Linked DNA regions of Mus musculus: region 1 is linked to region 2. The links are chromatin contacts, called in public capture Hi-C maps. All regions are on one chromosome and are shown on one strand. Each heading gives the region's core, a stretch centred on a gene start, on an enhancer-like site or on the middle of the called end of the contact. The rest is flanking DNA. Distances are from core to core; before and after follow the strand shown. Region 1 holds the start of Tirap (toll-interleukin 1 receptor (TIR) domain-containing adaptor protein). Region 2 holds the start of Chek1 (checkpoint kinase 1).

Region 1 (3,235 bases), core at 196-2,695, 1.5 Mb after region 2:
GGTTTATTCGGGGCTGGTGAGATGGCTCAGTGGGTAAGAGCACCCGACTGCTCTTCTGAAGGTCCAGAGTTCAAATCCCAGCAACCACATGGTGGCTCACAACCATCCGTAACGAAATCTGACTCCCTCTTCTGGAGTGTCTGAAGACAGCGACAGTGTGCTTACATAAATAAATAAATAAATAAATAAATAAATAAAATCTTTTAAAAAAAAAAGGGTTTAGATATGCTAAAAAAAAAAAAAAAAAAAAAAAGAAATGGTTTATTCTTGAGCCATACCTGAGTGACCACGTCCCAGGAATATAGATTTAGGTTATCCTAAACTGCATGTTTCAGTGTGGAAGGAGCTTCACAACGTTTTAAATTGTTACAGAACAAAGTCATAAATCAAGCCAAGTTTAAAATACATTGTCGGGCACATCGCAGAGGCAGTACAGCAAGACTGGGGCTGGGGAGACCTTTGCTGTAGGACTCAGGTGTTATCTGATGATAGCTTTCGGGTTGGGCAGCTAGGGATCTGCTCAAGGTATGGCTGGCCGATCCGTGGGGTTTAGAGCTAGCTGAGCCTCCGGACAGGCAATATTCCTATCTCTCCAACTCACTGCAGTTCTAATCAGTAAGTCAGCCTTTGCAGACACAATTGCTTTCCAGGAATTCTTATGAATATTCATCTCTCACAACACCAGCATCCAGAGAATGTAATTTTGATGAGTAAACCTAGAAAGATCATTCATGAACAGCGCCACGGCATCAACTGCCTCCCTCTGAACAAGTTACAGGTTGGCTTGGCTGGAGAGAAAAAGAAATCAAGAGTGGGCTAATAAGGCCTTACACCAGCCCATTCTACTCCTGCCACCTGCAGTATTTCATGTGAGTTGGTTTTAGGTTGGTGTTTTAATAACAATATTCCCTTGGCGTTTCACAAAGCTCACAGCAGGAACTCTAAGAAGTGGAGGCAGAGGACTTAAATATTTCATCAGGGCTTACCAACACTTTGCCCAGCCACCCTTTTTTTGCAGTTATTTTGGTACCCTTGGAAATGCAGTTGAAATGCCATTAGGAAATCCCTGCCCTGAAGGCCAGCACTTTTGGCCAGACTGATTCCAGCCTGTGGGCAGCAACCTTAATGGGACCCATATCCCAGTAAAAGAACGGACCTCCCAGGGGCTAGCCGGCTTCTTTGTCCACTTAACCTACCTTACTTAAGGGGATGAAAGTCTCATTTTCCCCAACCGTGCGAAAGAAGGTAAGGTCTGCACCTCCCTTTCTGGAGTTTTCTCCTCGTCCCTTTGCCCTCACACAAGACAAACCGCGGCTCAGGGCTTCACGGCAGCCTCAGGGAGCTCGGGTGTCTGGGTTCAGCCTCGGGTCGTAACCAGGCAGCTGGGAATCTTGAGCGACGCGGACTGGCGAGCGCCCCCTAGGGTCCGGCCGGCGGGTGTGGGCAGGAGAGTGGCTAGTGCGGGCGGGAGGGCCGTGGCCGAGGAGCTTCCGGGAGCCGGGGCGCGGGCACTTCCCGGACGAGTCTGCAACCCGCAGCGTGGAGCCGCGTAGGTGAGCGGGCGGCGGGGACGCGGGGCGGTGGGCGGACGGGCCCTGCCGAGTCAGCCCTTTCCCCGGGACAACGCTCCCCTGATCCGCCCCTTCCAATCTGGGGTCCAGCACTCCCCCGAAAGCCGCCACCTTTCTGTGGCACCGATGCCAGCATGGAGCTGTTAGTCCGGCTGGGCTTCAAGCAGTCCGGCCACATCAAGTGGCTCTCCCTAGCTCCCTGAAGTCTCTGCCCTGTCATAACCTGGCCCCTCTGGGCTTGACTTTGTGGCAAAGTTCTGCATTAGTGTCACTTTATTTAAAGTTAAGAACCCACTGGGCGTTGCTATCACGGTCATTTAACGGGCATCCACCAGGGATTACTACAGTGCCAAGTACCAGAGGGACTAGGGGAGTAGGAACAGTTCGGTCCTTAGGTCAGACACTGGCTGGCAGGTAAACCAGAAACCCGAGAAGCGCAACTAGAGAAGGAAGTAGGGAGTTCTCCATCGGACAGACCTACCCAGGAATGACTCAGAGGAAGCCTTGCTTTGTTTTCAGACTTTAAGAAACAATATCAACCAGCATACCGAAACACAGATCCCGAGTCCTACCAAGCCACTTTTCACAGGCTTTCTTGTGTAACCTGCATCCAGAACAGTAAGTCTATGTACGTACATATGCTGCTTGATGTATAACATCATGTCGAAAAGGTGGACTGTGGACTGGTCATCCGATTTACTGAACATGGTTGTTTTCAGCTTTGGCCTGTTTTGAGTTTGTGTGACTTTTGTACCTTTGCTCAGTTTGATAGTGTGCAGTAGCTTTCTAAAACAGTTGTGTTTGGGGCCAGAGCAGAGGCTCGGTGGTTAAGAGCACTGGCTGCTGTTTCAGAGGACCCTAGTTGAATCTCCTCACCCACATAGTGGCTCACAAACATCTCTGTCACAAACTCTGGTTCCGGATGACCCAATGCCCTCTCTGGCCTCTACAGGCACATGGCATGAAAGTGATATATAGACACACACACACACACACAGGCAAAACATCCATGCACAGAAACGAACATTTTCTAAGCTAAAAATAAAAACTGTGCTTGCTGGCTATCACAGCAGACACCTGTGATCCCAGCACGCTGGTGGAGGTGAGAAGAGGTAAGTTCAGGGCCAGCCTGGGCTATCAAACCCTATCTCAAAACAAAGCAAGCAAGCACAGAAGTTACGGCAGTCACTCCCAGCAGCACATTCTGTGTGCTCCCATTCTTCCATGTCCCCATCACGCTCCAGCCAGCGGCCTTCTCTCTGTAGCCGTTCTGCTGACTACACAGCTTTGAAGCCCGGAGGTTTCAATTTGCATTTTTCTGAGGCCCGGTAAACCGAGCATCTTTTGGTCTGTTGGTCATTTGAATATCCTCTCTGTGAAATGACTATTCAGGTCTACTCCCCAACTGTGTGTCTCTTAGCAGTTTATAGAGTTCTTGAAATATTTGGGATTTGGACGGTTGTTAGATACACGTTTTTAAATGTTTTCCCTGTCCCAGTAGAGTCTCCTTACTCTCCTAATGGTATCTTTGGAGCAAAAGTCTTCACGTTAATATTTTCCAATTTATCATTTCCCCTCCTACAGACTGTATCACATTTGATTTCTCCCCTTCCCACCCCCGCCCCCAAGACATAATGGTTCTTGAACCTGTGTCTCAGCACTCA
Region 2 (3,433 bases), core at 369-2,868:
CACATAAACACACACACACACACACACACACACACACACACATATACACACTCTTCTCCAAGTCAGAACTCTGATACTGTGTCTTTTCCAGGAAATAAGACATTGATTCCATTTAAGACTAGAGGAACCTAGATTCCATTTAAGAGCACTTGGGAGGCAGAGGCAGGTGAATTTCTGAGTTCGAGGCCAGCCGGTCTACAGAGTGAGTTCCAGGACAGCCAGGGCTACACAGAGAAACCCTGTCTCAAAAAACCAAAAAAAAAAAAAAAAAAAAAAGACTAAATCAACCTCTTGTAGATTTCAGAATATACACAGGAAATCACAAAGAAATGGAAATAATCTAATAGCTTGTTTTTAATTACACGAACCCTAAACTGATAACATGGTTTAAGTTTAAACATTTCCAGGTTAGATTTCATGGAGTTGGAGATGTAGCTCAGAGGCAATGCACTTGACTAGCCAGCACATGGTTTCATTGTTTCCTTATTTTTTGTATCCAAGTCCCTTTTCTTAGAATTGACATTTCTCTATTATGAGACTTTTGTATGCTTGGCAGGCATTCTACCATTATGCCATAAGTCTAGCCTAGTTAAGGAATATTGATTGTGCTCCCCAACCCACCTCCTTTTTTTTTTTTAGATAAGATCACACACACTCACACACCCTTGGCTCAGGCTGACCAACCTGAATCACTTTCCCTGGCTCAACCTCCCTAGACTGAGGTTATAGATGAGTCACCATTAAGTCTACTTTGCTGTTTGTTTTTTCTTGAAAGCGAGCATCTTGGTTGGGTATCTCCTGCTTTATCTCTATAGTGTGGTGGGCCACCGTGCTTGTTTAAGAAAGCTAGTACAGGCAAATAGTCGTGTGTCCCCCCCCCCCCAAAAAAAAAAAAAAGATTTAACTGGTTCTGGAGCCTCCTGTTCAGGCAATATTGGTGACTCTCACTGCACTTTCCCCTCACACATCCGCGGCGATGTGGTTTTTTTTCCCCTTCGTTTTTTTTTTTTTTTTTTTGGTAAGACTAACCCTGTATAACTCGGATTGCCTTGAACTCAAGATCTTCTTGCTTACGCTTCCCAAGTTCTAGGTCTACAAGCATGCACCACCACACTTGCTTTCCTTCGTTTTTTTTTTTTTTTTTTTTCAGAATTCCAGCAGCAGTTGCTAGCTTCTCAATTCGAATACTAAGGGGGGCACAATTGAGTTTACAGAGCACTCTGTGTCGCTTAGTTTGAGCCTTCCTCCCTGGGGCTCCGAGGTCAAGAGCAGGTCGGTTTACGTACTTAACGGTGCAGCCTTTGCAGGCTCTGAGTGGCAGGGAACCTGGGTTCTTGGCCCAACTGGTGGCGCAGTCTGGATGGAGGCTTCGGTGCCTCTGTGGAGCAACGTAAGGCGTGGCACACGCCCCGTGCCATTTCCATTTCATTCGGACTCAGAGATCAGTTCTCACCAAAGCAGTCGTCAATACCAAATCTGGTCAGCTTGTGTCTTAACTACGGCCACATCAGAATTTCAGCCAGTATTAGAAGGAAGGGTCCTTGCGCGGTCGGTCTACTGAAGTCGCTCCTCTGCAGAGCCTGGGATAGGACAACGCGCGCCGGCCCGCTTTACGGCAGAGGTGTGCGCTTTTGCGACAGCATGACGCAAGCAGGTTTTGGCGGGAAAAGCTGTGCATTTGGATTCCTGTGGCAGCTGGCAAAGGACTGCTTGGTGAGAAGGGCGTCCTGAACAGTGGGAAAGAACTCCAGCAAAGGACCCAGAGGGCTTGTTTAGTGTGGACGGGCGCGGGGAGGGAGTGGTCCAGACTAGCAGAGAGGTGGGAGGGCCGCCCGGAGCCCGGGCTGGAGCGGGTGGCCCGTGGCTCTCCAGCATAAAGGGACCAGAGCGATTGTAAGGCTCCGGGGTTCGCATGCTTTCCCGGCTCTAGGGGTCCCTGCCTCCCGCTTCTCTCCGCGGCTTGGCCCCGCCCTGTTCCCTCCCGGTGCTGGGGACACGTGCCGTTGGGGTGGGAATTGGAAGTGAGCGGGTGGGAGGAGGGGCTGCTCTGGCAGTAATTACCGTAGTTACACCCAGCTGCTCCCCACCCCCGCACCCTGACCTGCCCGCAACTCCCTTTCCGGATCATTCACCCGAAAGCTCTTGTCTTGCAACCCTGGAGCCAAGCAAGTGCTCAGTTTTGCATAAAGGCGGACGGAGGACAAACGTGGAAACAGGATTTGTGATAAACAGGACAAAATGTTCAAGTTCAGTATTATGACGTGGGTAAATATGGTTCAGATGTAAGATGAAAAGAAAGTCGTGCGGAATCATAGCAGGAGACATGGCTCAGTGGCATTACAGGTGATGAGAGTTTACACTCATCCCCAGTATTTTCTGGGATCCTGCATTTTACAGTCGCTGTGCTTGGAGTCATGGCAGTGCCTTTTGTGGAAGACTGGGATTTGGTGCAAACTTTGGGAGAAGGTGCCTATGGAGAGTAAGTTTGAGTCCTCATTTTAATTTTTTATTGCAGTGTGTGTCTGTCTGTCTGTCTGTCTGTCTGTCGTGCTATGGTGCGTGCACCTGTGGAGGTCAGAAGACAACTTGCAGGAGCTGGTTCTGTTGAAGGTTTGGAGGGATCATTAGGCCTGACAGCAAGAGGCTTAACCTGCCTGGCCATTACCATGGTCTTCCTAATTTAAATATTACCTGTTTGTTTGCTTTAGTTTTCCACCTGTTGTCTGAGTACACACTTTAAAAAAAGTCCTTTATTTCAAGTGGCAAAGAGCATGGATATTCGCATTTGTACATCAAGGCTCTGAGTGAGTGAAGCACATCCACACCTGTTCCTCCTCTTTTGTGATGGTAGACATTGAACCTAGTGCATCACTCATGCTGGGCTTATGCTCTGCCATGAGCTACATTTCTAGGCCTGTAAAACACCAAATTTCTTCTTACATTTGTTTTTGTTCAGATCAAAATCTTGTTAAATTGCCTAGGTTGGCCTTGAACTTGTACACTGTAGCCTCCCAGGTAGGTATGACAAGCCTGTGCTTGACGGTCCAATTTCTTTTCTTTCTTTTTTTTTTTTAATTTTACTTTTATAAAATTTTCTTTTATAAAAGAATTGTTTTCCTAACAAATCATGTGTCTTAGAATTTTAAATGAGATAATGAAAAGACCCTGGCGGCATCCTGCCTAATTTCAGATCTCCACACTCAGCTGATCCTGGTTGTATTTGTGTTCTTTTTTTTTTTTTTTTGGTTTTTTGAGACAGGGTTTCTCTGTATAGCCCTGGCTGTCCTGGAGCTCACTTTGTAGACCAGGCTGGCCTCGAACTCAGAAATCCGCCTGCCTCTGTCTCCCGAGTGCTGGGATTAAAGGCATGTGCCACCACGCCTGGCTGTATTTGTGTTCTTGAGCAAGCTTTATGTGCCTTTGTTTCTTCATC

What was found. Capture Hi-C pulls out chosen DNA fragments and counts their contacts.
Region 1: a contact with region 2 is called in a capture Hi-C map of embryonic stem cells, with 6 times the contacts expected there. The contact joins the promoter of Tirap here to the promoter of Chek1 in region 2. A contact is called at or near these places in 2 of 39 promoter capture datasets (the C10 cell line and cranial neural crest), 1 of 484 Hi-C or Micro-C datasets (CD8 T cells), 7 of 115 datasets of contacts at active chromatin or transcription factors (embryonic stem cells, large pre-B cells, pancreatic cancer cells and 1 more) and 1 of 9 other capture datasets (embryonic stem cells).

What each region holds. Positions count from the first base shown.
Region 1 is chr9:35,198,175-35,201,409 of GRCm38.p6, reverse strand. It overlaps Tirap (toll-interleukin 1 receptor (TIR) domain-containing adaptor protein), which reads left to right and starts at 1,445. Exons shown (of 7, transcript NM_054096.2): 1 at 1,445-1,553; 2 at 2,091-2,199.
Region 2 is chr9:36,724,843-36,728,275 of GRCm38.p6, reverse strand. Chek1 (checkpoint kinase 1) reads left to right here and starts at 1,618. Exons shown (of 13, transcript NM_007691.5): 1 at 1,618-1,713; 2 at 2,398-2,479. The coding sequence starts at 2,415.